Regions from separate parts of the Gasterosteus aculeatus genome. Here region 1 is linked to region 2. Evidence: chromatin contacts called from public Hi-C data. All regions are on one chromosome and are shown on one strand. The core of a region is the stretch at or near the end of the contact, and the rest is flanking DNA. Distances in the headings are between cores, read along the strand shown. Region 1 holds the start of lrch1 (leucine-rich repeats and calponin homology (CH) domain containing 1). Region 2 overlaps lrch1 (leucine-rich repeats and calponin homology (CH) domain containing 1).

The links. A called contact is a pair of places that touch in the nucleus more often than the background predicts.
Region 1: a contact with region 2 is called in a Hi-C map of liver, with 2.5 times the contacts expected there. The contact joins the promoter of lrch1 here to the enhancer-like site in region 2. A contact is called at or near these places in 6 of 6 Hi-C or Micro-C datasets (blood and trunk muscle, liver, skeletal muscle and 2 more).

Annotation. Positions count from the first base shown.
Region 1 is chr16:16,568,251-16,574,394 of fGasAcu3.hap1.1, forward strand. lrch1 (leucine-rich repeats and calponin homology (CH) domain containing 1) reads right to left here and starts at 3,858. Exons shown (of 18, transcript XM_078090441.1): 1 at 3,341-3,858. The coding sequence starts at 3,566. rubcnl (rubicon like autophagy enhancer) reads left to right here and starts at 3,343. Exons shown (of 18, transcript XM_040202494.2): 1 at 3,343-3,905; 2 at 4,219-4,360.
Region 2 is chr16:16,534,249-16,540,955 of fGasAcu3.hap1.1, forward strand. lrch1 (leucine-rich repeats and calponin homology (CH) domain containing 1) reads right to left here. Exons shown (of 18, transcript XM_078090441.1): 15 at 1,813-1,922; 16 at 1,469-1,606; 17 at 1,298-1,375. Among protein-coding and RNA genes, the nearest start is that of esd, 13 kb to the left of the region's middle. Within about 2 kb of position 3,838, at least 3 of the 9 cell types and tissues checked have open chromatin away from gene starts, as enhancers often do. A contact at or near this core is called in liver, where this site is marked.

The DNA.
Region 1 (6,144 bases), core at 2,608-5,107, 34 kb after region 2:
AATGCTGTCATAAATGGTAGTCCAGTGCGCTTGCGCATATACTGTGGGTTATACGGTAGTTGATGTTATGCCTGTAAAGGGAGACACATGGTGATCCATTAAATCAGGGGTCTCAAACTCAAATCAGCTGCGGGCCAGATGCAGCCCACTTCAACTGAACGCGGGCCAGACTAGCGTCCGAACGGCATGGTCGACAATAACACACATGATCACCTGCGCGAAAGAGGGCAGGAAACTGAATTTCACCCTCTTGCTCTCTGCACCTCGGCCGACACACACGACCCGCCCCCCATGTCAGTCACATGCATGCCACGTTCACTGGACAAGCACACAGTAGGAAACCAGAACATCATAACATGTCCCACACAGCAGCTGACAGTGGGGTTACAGTATAAAACTTGCGGGCCGCACTAACATTACACTTTCATATTAAGGATGGGGCCACAAAATATCGTCCCGAGGGCCGCAATTGGCCCGCGGGCCGCAAGTTTGAGACCCCTGCATTAAATCAACTAAGAAGCCTCTAATGCATTTATTTACAAATGCTATTTTAAATTCATCTCATAGCACTTGGTCGTTTTTTAGCTGTATGGATTTACTTAACTTGCACTACAATGATGGTAATAATTATCAATTATCGATTATCAAAATAATTGTTAGTTGCAGTTCTAATATATATACATGTCAAGGATTGGGGGCTGTATAGGACACTTAGCGTAACTTTCTGAAATCAACAAGTCAAACTTTTATATTATTATTATTAATATTATTTTACAGAATATTGCGATCGGCCGGCTGTGCCAAGGTGCGATATTTGAGGGCCATCAGGCCTCAACGATAAGGATTACCAGTAACTCATTCAGCCCACTTGGAAAGTGTTCAAAAATAAATATGCTGAATCTTTCTCATCTCAGTTACGAGTTACCCATGCACACAGAACCCATCCGGGACCCCAAATTTGACTTTGGGCCAGCGGATCTTTGACCCACTTGCTTGACATGGAAAGGGTAACACACATCGACGTTGAAGCCCGAGGGTTTGAACGTCTTTCTTGTCTGACAAATATTTCTGTCACATAAATAACTGACTAACTATTTTAAACAGTCGGCCTTCGGACGTCCCGTCCAAAATGTCAGCTTTTTCTTCTCCAGCAAAGCTCAAAAGGTAAAAAAGAAACATTGGAGGAAACCGGCTTCAGTTTGGGTTTCACTGCAAGTTGGGACTCGTGTGGCTGCTGATATGAAACTAGTATGGGTTCAGACTATGTGCGAGTGTGTGTCTGCATTTTTCACACATGTGCATGCACGTGGTGACTCACTCGGTTCCTTCTCATCGATTTTCACATCATGTGTCTTGATCAAAGTTCTTGTCGTCCTTAATTAATGACCTGTTCAATGTTCGCAGCTTGCCGCCATGGCTACTAAAAACACCCGAGTAAGCAGGTTTGCGGGTCAACTGTACAAAACCTAAAAATCGCCCACACGGCGGCACAATTCTGCATCGCTGCGCGTTTTTATTTCAGAGTCGCAGCGGTGATGATGTGGACATGCACGGCTGCTCATTCACACTCCGACTGAAAGCTGGTTTGGATGCACCCTGCGACAGTCTGCAGACTCACAGGAGAGCGATTAATTCATGTCGCGCTTGCAATCGTGCAGAAGGAAGGCTTAGTGGTTGGATATTTTCTCTACGCTCTAGAAGAAGCTCTGTGATCAAACAGTGTGGCCTGAGTCAGAGGCCACTCTGATGGCTCACACTTTACCGACTGACAGTTCAGAACCGTTCCCCTTCCTGACAAGCCCCCCGCCTTCCTGGCAGCCAAGGTTACTGGCCAAGTTCGGCCAGTAACCAAACATCCATTCCAGCAGACACTTGAGTACATTCACATCCCTCCAACTATGTATGTGTTCTCTCACAGAAGGGCTTCATTTTCCCACGTTGTGTTGCTCTGAAGTAAAGACAACAATGAGCAGTGTCGTTCAACGGGAACTTTTTTTGTTCAGTCTCATTAAATCCTAACAAATGCTTTACCGGACTCGGCACCTGAACTAGTGCCACAAACTCTGAAGAAATCAAAACACAGGTCCCCATGACAGAGAAAATGTCATGTTTTGGGAATGCGTGAATATGAAATCCGAACCAACTACAGAAAGCATCATCTATAACACAGAGCATGGCAAAAAAAAAACACAACTGACAAAATACTGTCACATCACAAACACAAGGTAGCTGGTTATGCACGCCGATGGGCGAGGCAGCACTGTGGTGCGATGCTAGATGGAATAGACAACCCCTGAGTGCATTTATTTTCTGCACAGGTATGTTTGAAAACATCAGATCCCAGCAGACTGAATCCAAATCCAGTAAACCCAGGAGCAGTTCAGCTAAAGTCACACAGCCTGTAGGAGTGTGTGTGTGTGTGTGTGTGTGTGTGTATGTGTGTTTCTGTAGACGTGACCCACTGCGGTTGTGCAAGCCACATTTTCTTTTTTAGCGTACATAAACATAGTTGAAGCAAAATAACGCCGCTGTGACTTTCCAGGGCTGACCTTGAAGAGAACAGAGTCCCCAGAGAAAAGTGATGGTTTGAGATTTACAGGATGAGGTTTTGGAATGTTTTTTTCTCCAACACAACGGAGGTGAGTGGAATTCAGTTTGCAGTTCTTACAGTATGAAGCTGTTGGAATCATCTGCGTCAGCAGATGGGCGGATTTGGGTATCGCCTTTAACATGGTCTACTAACATACATACAAACATACTAACTATGTAGATGATCCAAAAGACTAGCATGTGTAAAAAAAACTATGTAACCTCAAGGCTTGTGAATAAGGCAGCACAAACAGAATGTGTGTGTGTGTGTGTGTGTGTGTGTGTTTACAACTCTGCGCGGATTAAAAGCAAGTGGTGGGGAATTCCACCGAAGGCCCACCGAGCACTCGGATCCCGCAGACATTTTACTGCAAACTGGGAAGTCGTGGAGCCTTTCACGGGAATGTCCCAATCGCCAACGCAGGTACCCGACGCGTTCACATCCAGCTGCGCGCGCAGCTCCAGGTGAAGTTAAAGTTAGGGACGTACGCAGCCTCGTCTAACATTAAATACACACACGCTGCAACACAGAGCAGCATGCTAGCGCAGCTCGACTCGTAAAAAAAAAAGATAAATAAACATTCTCTTTTGATTCGTGACGACTAACGGGAAATTCCATCACTGCAGTACAGCGAGGACCACCACGCTGCCTGTGCGGAGAGTCGTTACCGCCCAGCACCCGGTGGGGGTGTCGTCGTTGTCCCCCCGGGCGTGTTTCCTAAAGCTAGCTAACCGAAGGAGAGACGCCTACCTGCTTCCACCGTATCCGACAGGTCGTGGTTGGCGGCCGTCCGGGGAAACTCCTTCAGTTTTCGGGTGCTGAGGTTGAGGGCGCCGCTGGCCGCCGCCTCCTCCAGCGCCCGCTCCAAGCCCCGGTTGGGAGGCGGGTTGGCGCCGCCGATGTGCGACTGGGTCGACGGGGAAGAACCGAGCTGGGAATGAGGAGCGCGAGCCGACTCCGGTCCCAACGTCGCCATAGCAGTGCTCCACCTCACCGCGGCTCCCTGTGCGCGTGCGTATACGTCGGTTGTATCGAGTGCGGCGCTAGCTAACGGTCGGGCAAAAACAGCCGTTACACCGACTTCTTCAGGCGAGCCGAGCCGTGCCGCGTTTCCTTCCTCGATGGTAGCCGTCCGTCCGTCCGTCCGCGCGCGCGCTACGTGAAGCGTCGAAAGGAGCGCCGCAACGCGACATCCGGTTGTCAGATTTCAAAATAAGTGTCCCGTTCCAGCGGCTGCGGTCAAGCTAGCACTAGAAAAAACACAGTGCGCAATATTCCAAGTGTTCCGCAGTGCGAGTCTGTTTCAGGAATTACGGTAAGAGGGTGTGAGAACTGACTTCAAAATAAGAGCTCCTATTGCTGCAGGTAGCTGGTGAAACTTAGTTAGCTAGTCTAGACACAGATTTAGGCCAAATATGTGTGATTCAAAGGGAAATGCCCCCTATATGCATCTATGACGGTCTGTGTTATTTATTTTTGTATTTATTTATATATTTATTTCTGTTTGTTGATATATTTAACACAAGTGTTCTCTCTCTGTGTGTGTGTGTGTGTGTGTGTGTGTGTGTGTGTGTGTGTGTGTGTGTGTGTGTGTGTGTGTGTGTGTGTGTGTGTGTGTGTGTTTTCAGGCCTCCGCTGCTGAGTATGCAGGGAGGGACATCACATTCGCTGACATAGAGATTCACATGATCCCAAAGAGGAGGGGATGGGAAGCCGGAGTACGTGGGAATTGCGATCAGTAGCATTGAAGGCCTGAACAACGTAGACTGGGTACGAAAAGTATCTTTTTGGAAATAATTCACATCAGTTTAGTCTGCTGGCATAGTTGCTTTGGTGACACTACAGCACTGCCTGCTGTTGTCTGAAGGTAGTGAATCCAATCTTGAAATCATACACAACCTATTTTTTCCAATTGCCAATAAGTGGCTTTAATAACGTTGTTCTAAATTGTCATATAAGGCTCTTGATATAAGGCTCTTCAGGGTCTGGATGACATATGAGCAATTTAGAACAGATTAGAGAAAGTACTGCGGAGTTGCAACAACATCCCATCTCATGGCGCATGTGTGTTAGTGAGAATATATTTTTGGGTGTGTTATTGATAATCTGTGGAATTGTACGTGTGTAATTGAATGTATATGAATGTATACATATGTAATACATGCATATCCAAATCAACTCATTCTTCCCGTTTCCAGAATGTTTAGCTGCGAAAACAGTAGTGGGCTTAAAACAGCAGTAGAAATGCCAGCAAACAGTGACATCTGCTGCACGGATCCATTCATGCAGGATAGGAGTGGAAAATAAACGCATATTGATATCGTAGACTCCTGTTTGAACTGAGGAAACGTACGTTTTCTGCACAGTTGCTACACAAGTGCAGATCCTTTCGTGAGTGGAAAATAAAGTTTTACAGAAGCTTTACTAGTAAGTGTATATTCATGCATTGATACTGGAGCTGATTGTGATAATCCTGTTCCTTTTAGGAGCTCATAAACCAACAAACACTGATGCGTCATAACAGAAATTAACATGCTATCAGGTAGAAATCCAATGCTATTTGCTGTAAAAATAACTCTGTAATTCTCAATACTTTTCATTCTTTTCCATTGAAGAGACTGTGTGTGTGCACGGGGGTGTGGGTGCATGTGGGATAGTAAAGAGCTGAGTCAACTGATTACATAACAAGCTTGTATCAGCAGATAAACGGTGGGGATCACTGATCGCAGTATGTTTGCCATGACACAATGTGCAAACTAGCCCACACTGCAACCTGTATTCTATATGTAACCCAAAACCACATGTCACCTGCCAAACAGCCTTTTGTAAAATTAAAATGTCTTATGTCCACTTCAGCTATTTTGAATTTATTTCCATTTCTGTGACAGTAAATTGAACAAACTGCTTTCATTCTGAGTAAAACTTCCTCTTTCTCTCGACCAGCTGACAGCTGCGGGGACAGACATCAGTCCACTTAACATTTCTGCTGATTAAACGCTTTTCGCTGTTCCAACGATAGTTTCTGTTCGAGGAAGATGCACCACTATGACCTTTGAACATGAAACTCCCACTGGAGCATTTTTTGTGATTTTCTCTCATCGTTTTCATCAGTGCACATTTATACAACAACAAAATTACACTTTTTATCCACAGAAGAAAATCATCAAAAGTTAAATAACACATTTTAAAAAGCATGGGTTAGTGCAGAGTGAATACACTGCCCGTCATACTAAGTCATATTTCTAACATATTATTCTTTTTGTTTTGGGGTTTAATTACTCCAGCACGGCTCAAAGCTGTTTGGCTCCTGTGTTTTCAGCAGAAACACTGCTGCTCACCCACAAAAAGTACAAACCACCGTTAAATACAGGAAGTGTCGTTCACCAACCGCCTCGCTTCCTTACGAGGCGCACGTCAGTCCTCCTGGCCGCTGTCAAGTCACAGCTTTATTCTGAGGGATAACAAAACGGTGAGTAGCTTGGTTTAGTCTGCGGTTCTTAAGACTTTGTACTTGTGTTTCGGACAGTTTTGCTCTGTTCTCTCGGCCGACACGC
Region 2 (6,707 bases), core at 2,588-5,087:
TTCAGATCAACAGCTCAGAAAAAGTATTAATGTATAATATAATCATTATATCTCTCAAAGGAAGGACCCAGACTAATGTACTGCAAATGTGAAGACAAAATAATTAAACAAAGGTTTAAATTATGTTCAGAATTTTATGGCCCTCAATAATAAAACTTAATTTTCTGTCTTCACCCACTGTACCTTTAGATTTTGGAGTATGTGTTATTTGCTGTTTTCAACTATACTTTGATAAGAAGACTGATACTGTACATGTTTGTATACTATAAAGCTAAATATAAAGATTAGCTTAGCACAAATAATGGAAAATAATGGGGGAAGAAACGAGCCTGATTTTCCAAAGCTAATTAAATCTTCTGAACAGCACTAATGAACGTGGCTCATTTTTTGAATCCATACAAAAAAAAATGTGTCCAGAGTCCAGAGTCAGGACACATAAAAACACACAATCATACACACACGCACACACAAAACCAGAAGCCGCTCTGTTTCAACCCGATGCAGCGGTCATGATGGTGGGAGCTGGAAGCCATAGGCAGCGATGATAGCGATGATGATTAAGCAATAACTTCAACAATCAAACAACAGAATTTAAAAGCCATGAGGAGAAAAGGGTAGGAAGATTAAACCAGTTCTGGGGGAACGCTGAGCGGTTCCCATGTTTTAATCTAGAGACACAAAACATAACCCGGGGGGTAGAAGACGTTTACTAAATTGTTTCATTCAGCAGTTCTCAATTTAAGATAATATTTATTTAATTCATTCTCAATTAATTGTTCAGGCTTGTGATCAGGTGACAAAAATTGTTGAGAACATGTGCTGTTAAAAACATGGAGTCATCAGCCTTTTCTCCCAGATCTGGTTTACAGTTTAATGTTGTCATCACTGTCATTCAATTACCCTCAATTTTTGCTTTCCCCTCACTTACCAAACATAAATCACAAGCTAATGTGATCACTTTTATACTTTTTACTAGTACTTTTACTACTTTGTTCCCCTCAGACGCAGACGGCTTTCATGTGACTGAGGAGGAAGCCTCTGTCTGATCAGTAGTTATTCTTGTGAAGCCAAAGTGCAACTGTTGCATTAGGAGGGAAATTCCTCTGATGAACTGGGGATGTTTTCAGGTGCGGGGGTTGCTGGTTCAAAAACCAGGACTGACTTGAGCAGCAGTGATGCTGCCCGGTTTGTTTAGAAATGATAACTAGTTAGGCTACAAAAAGCCTTGATAGAAACGACCCCCAGTCCAGAGAGGCAAAGCACTGTAGTTGGTAAAGTTATCGTAAACATGTCTTACCTCCGACAGGCCGATCTTTCTGCAGGCGTCCAGGAAGTTCTCCACGTTTCTCCGACACTTGGCCATGCTGAGTTTGGGCTGGAAGTACAAAAAGGCACACAAAGTCGATCTCGGGTTGCAGAGCACCTTAAATATTCCTCTCAGGGGTCAAAGGTCGGGACTCATACGCACCACCGCAGGGGATGGAACGTGGATGCTGCCGACGGAGCGCGGGCGGATGTGATTGGCCAGGTGGCAGAGGACGACGCCGTCCATCAGAGACGACCCGAGGTCCTCGGGGAGGACGACCTTCAGTCTGCTCTCGATGCTCTGAGGAAGGACAGAACGTTAGAAGCAGGTGTGTGAGTCGATATCAAGAACGCAGTCAATGTTTTCAACCGACAGGTTGTGTAATCATCTAATATTTCTCTCTATATAAATTTTTTTTTTAAGTTGAGTGTAAGTCATGACTAATTGGTGGACAGAGCTTTCTCTTTTCTCTTTAATCGCACTAATGAGTAATAAAGGTGACCCACGTCTCGCAGCTGCTCCGTGAGCTCCAGCTCCTCTCGCAGCTGCTCCATCTTTCTCCTCATGGTGAACTGGGGATCAACAGACTCCAGACTCTTGTGGCTCCGCAGGAACACTGAAACAGACGAAGAGGAAGAAGCCGGGCGGCGTTGGGAACATTCACACAGCAACACACCGCCATCGCTGAAACATACAAGACGAGCGGGGACTTCTGAGGAGGAACGAAGAGGTTAAATCAGCGAGGAGATGCTCAGATTTTTCAAATCTATCCATCGGTCTAATGCCAGCGCTCTGCCATTAAGTCTCTTTCATGAAGGTTATCATGTTGAGTTTGTGTTGATTCATTGGTGTGATCATTTTGAAGGATGCTGCGGACGTGGTAACAAAGATATTGAGGTGTCTTTGTTACCGAGCTTCAGTTGGTACTCAAGCAGCAGAATGGATGCAAAATAACTGGGCACAAATAAGCCAAGTGACTTCCTGGACATCCACATCTGCACTCAGTGACACAGAAAAGACCTTTGGGCCATGACAGATGTGGGAAGCACATGTAAGCGAGCTAAAAAGATGGTAGCCGACCCCTCTCACCCCGGACAAAACCTGTTTGTGCCCCTTCCATCTGGCAGGAGGCTGAGGTCCATCAGGACTAAGACCTCCCGCCACACCAACAGTTTCTTCCCGTCGGCAGTCGGGCTCATCAACAGAGCCGGTCCCCCACTGCCTGACTATAACATTCCACCGGTCACTCCCCTTCACACTGCACATGTCACTTTAACTGTAATTTATCACTTTGTCGTCACTCGTCACCTTGTTACTTGTTCGCTAGTGCACTTTATGCTTAATATTTTTCAACTTTTTTCTTATTCTCTTGTTTTATACTAACCCATAGCTACTAACCCTTTGCATTAGCATTTTACTTTATTTCATTACTTGTGCACTGCGGTCTTGTTGTCTATTGTTACACTGCCTACTGTCACGCACCAACCGCCGAGACAAATTCCTTGTATGTTTGACATATTTTGGCAATAAATGTTTCCTGATGCGCAACATTCACTTACACACAGAGTACTTAAATAAGGGGACCAGATTAACAACAATTAGACAAAACATGTTACAAGCACATGTGATGATCAGTGAGCCATTGAGGTGAAGGCGGGAGGAATCCCCCCTGTAGACTGACTCAAGTTATTGGTTTTTCACCAGTCTTTGTGCCAAAACTAAGCTAACCAGCAGCTGCATCATTGACTGTGCACAGATGAGTTGTATCCACCTAAAAAACACTGATTCTTAGAGAGAAAGCCAATTTCCCAAAAATATCAAACTATTCAGAACGAGGCTGGGAATTAATAAGAACCATCAGAATCAGTAACATAAATAAAAAACAGAGTGAGAATGACGTATGGCCGCTTCACACAAGACCAAACACACACACACACACACACACATCCGCCACCAGGAGGCGCTACAGACAGTTTAATCCAGCTTCATCTCGTTGTGAAGAGCAGAAGACATGAAGTCTGCAGGATGTTAATGTTTTCTGCACTGCGAACCTGTTAAACAACCCTCACGGCCTGTAGCTGAACTAAGGACTGAACTCAAATACGAACATAAAAATGTGCTGGAAGTGATCTAGACAGCATATATTCTGTATTTATTGGGGAAGATCTTAGGCGGGTCGTTTTACAAGCTTCTCCTCCCTGCTGTAAATGTCTGAAACAGTTTGAGGCTGCAGCATCTCGTTTCTGTCTCCCGTCCTCTGACGAGTTATTAAAAGATTTTGGAGGATATCTTTAAAGCCCTGCATGAAGGCTTGTGAGTCTTTTTGTTATCTATTTCACCAATTACTCCTCGCTGGCTAAATGTAGGAACCTGCTTCTTTTACAAGATCAGTCCACGCTCTGGTCTGCAGTCCGTGCAAGAGAAGCTGCAGATAAATAATCTTTCTGGTGCTGCTGACTGGCGGCGTTAAGTGGTGTTCAAGCTCTTTCCACACATTCACAGCACACTACAGCGCAACGCCGCGTAACGCAGAAGTACAACCAACCACTCCTTCCCACAACAAGCTGCTCTCGTGCCTCTGACTGGTCTCGTTTCCATGGCAATACCACCGAGACTTATGGGCATCACAATAGTAGGAGCAACCAATCGACAAACACCAGATTAGAAGTCGAGAGGCAACGGTTGCACTTTCACAAAAATCCTAACTATTTTTTTTTTAATCATACAGATGGAAAACCTAAAGACTCCCCCAATCAAACCCCAAACGCCTTGATTACCCCCGGTGGCGGGCTTGTTTTGGGACAGGAAGACAGGTTTCTGTGTGCGACACAATACATAAAGAAGTTATGGCGACTCGGTTCCGTCCGACCGAGCTGCACGCACGCACGCACGCACGCACGCACGGGTTGATTGGTTGTTAATGAGGTCAGCAGCAGTGATGATGGCAGCGTGTAAGTCACGCTCCCCGAGGCCTGTACCCATTACAGACCATTAGTCATAACGTTATCACACTGAAACACAACCGCTCATGTGGAAACGATTCAGAAAACGATTCTGTAAAACATGGTTCTTATCTTATTCTGTTTTTGTGACAGTGACATCATCTGAGCGAAAGACGGATGTATGAATCTGGCTTCTGATGCAGCTCAAAGATGTTTGTCAGTCTACTTTGGGGGTGAAAGATAAACTTCATATGAAATGTAAACATTAAGAGTTTGCAGTTGCAGCCCAGTTGAAATGTGATGCTGCTATGATGTACTATGGATACCTTGAGTTCCTGTAGGCCCCGTGCATCATACACAGGTTTGAAAGTAAACTGGAAGAGTCTGAGGGCTTAGAAGAAATTTGTTAACATTCAGAAGTTCTCAGTGTCTGTGGACAGTTTAACAGCTAACAGTCGCTGCTAACTTCCTGCAAAATATCAAAGCCTTATATGGACCAACTGAGTGAAACACACACACACACACACACACACACAAAATCTTGGGCTCCGCCCCAGTGGAAGTAGGATACTCCTTTAGGGACAATTATCTAACACTTAAAATATAGGAGCTAAAAATACACACTTGTTCACAGACAAAACGCAGACTTCATTCATGTAAGGTTGCCACTGGAAATGTTCTAATCCAGGGATATCAATTAATACAAAGTTGGGAAAACTCTAAATATCAGGGTAACTAACTTAATCCACAGCAAACCCTAGTTTGTTGCCATACTTTATTTTAACCCCTTTTATATGGAGCGCAAAATGAAAAGGTATACACGTCAACATTGAAGTTTCTTCTTTAGTGGGGAGTTTAGATCATTTCAGACCTCCCAAGGCTCATCTTGCACACACCATGAATCTGCTCCTCTCCAGAATCTTTATATAACCAGCTTCAAAGCCTGTGCGCTAACTACTACAAAAATGGGGTCACACACACACACACACACAAACTGAATAAAACTTTTACCATGTGCGTCTGCAGCCAACACAAACACACTAAACGCTGCGGGTGAAAGTATCATGTGGTTAAGCTTCTCTTTGATCAGTGCATGCTGCTGCAGCCACACGCACACAATTTAAAACCCCCCAACCTATGGTCTATGGCAGAGAAACGACACAATGGCAGTCGACTCCAAATGAAAATTGGACTTAGCGCGATGTCAGTCCATGCCAGAAGGAGGCGCTGGTTAGTTTCCATGGAAACGAACACAACACAAATTTCTGTTAGAATTATTGGAATTTCATACAGAAATTAAAATAATAAAGTCAATGAAATCCTCTTAATCTTATTTATTTGAAAATTAGTTCCGGTTTCCAGTCTTAATACTATGTTAAGTTAGCTAACTGTGAGCTACCTAATAACTGCTTCAATTGGTAAAAAAGGAAAAAAATGATTAGAAAAGGAAAAAAGGAAATGCAGCCCTGGATAAAAAAAAAAGTGAAGATAATCCCACGTGATTGGTCGAGACGTTTGAAAGCCACACCTGAGTCCAGGTGACTCTGCCGCCTCCGAGGCTGCTTAGTTAAAAGAAGTGGGACCTACCGCGGCTGTGCATGCCTCCGTCGTCATGGCTACGAGGCGTGTCTCTATGGCAGGGCGAGGCCTGTGAGAGGAGGAAGGGGGCGAGACAGGAAGGAGGGGGCGAGCAGGGCAGCGAGGGCGGAGCTATAACCAGGAGTTGTGAGTGGTCAGGGAGACGCAGGAAGTGGGCGTGGAGTGCAGGGAGGTGGGGCCACCAATGGTGAATCAAGTACAGCAAGGCAAAGTTCATTCCACAAAGACACACCCCCAAAACACCCATGGCACCAGGATAGGATGTCCCAAAAAAGTGGTTGTTAACAGAAAAAAAACATTGAGATCAATGGGAGGCCGGTATTTAAACAGGTAGGAGACATACAGGCAAATAAGACCAGATGGTTTTCACATTGAAAGTCATGCAGCAGATGAGTGGAAGGAACAAACAGAAAAAGACAACATGGAGATGGAAGCAGGAGATGAAAACAAGTAACACACAACAGCACAAAAACAAATTGAATATTAGTGGTTCACAGAGAGATCACTTTGACGTGCTGTTAGCATTTGGTTAGCTCAATTAGCAGTTAGCAACATTTCACGCGATGGCTAGCAAACAAAGGCTGGATGGTTGCTAGGTCTAAGAAATAAAAAAAATAGAGCATGGGACTGGGGTTTGCTTTGATTCTACGGACACAACGGACGAACATTAGAATTCTAATTCTAGTAACTCTGGATTAAATTGTGTTCAAACTAACCCCTTTTCAGGATGGTGACTTCCATATCATGGCCCTGTGTTGTCATGGGAACTTCTCAATGCCTCATTACCTTTGCTAACTAAAGTAGATTTGAATACTGTACTTAAGTGCAATTCTGAGATTAATCTTTTTGCATATTTCCAT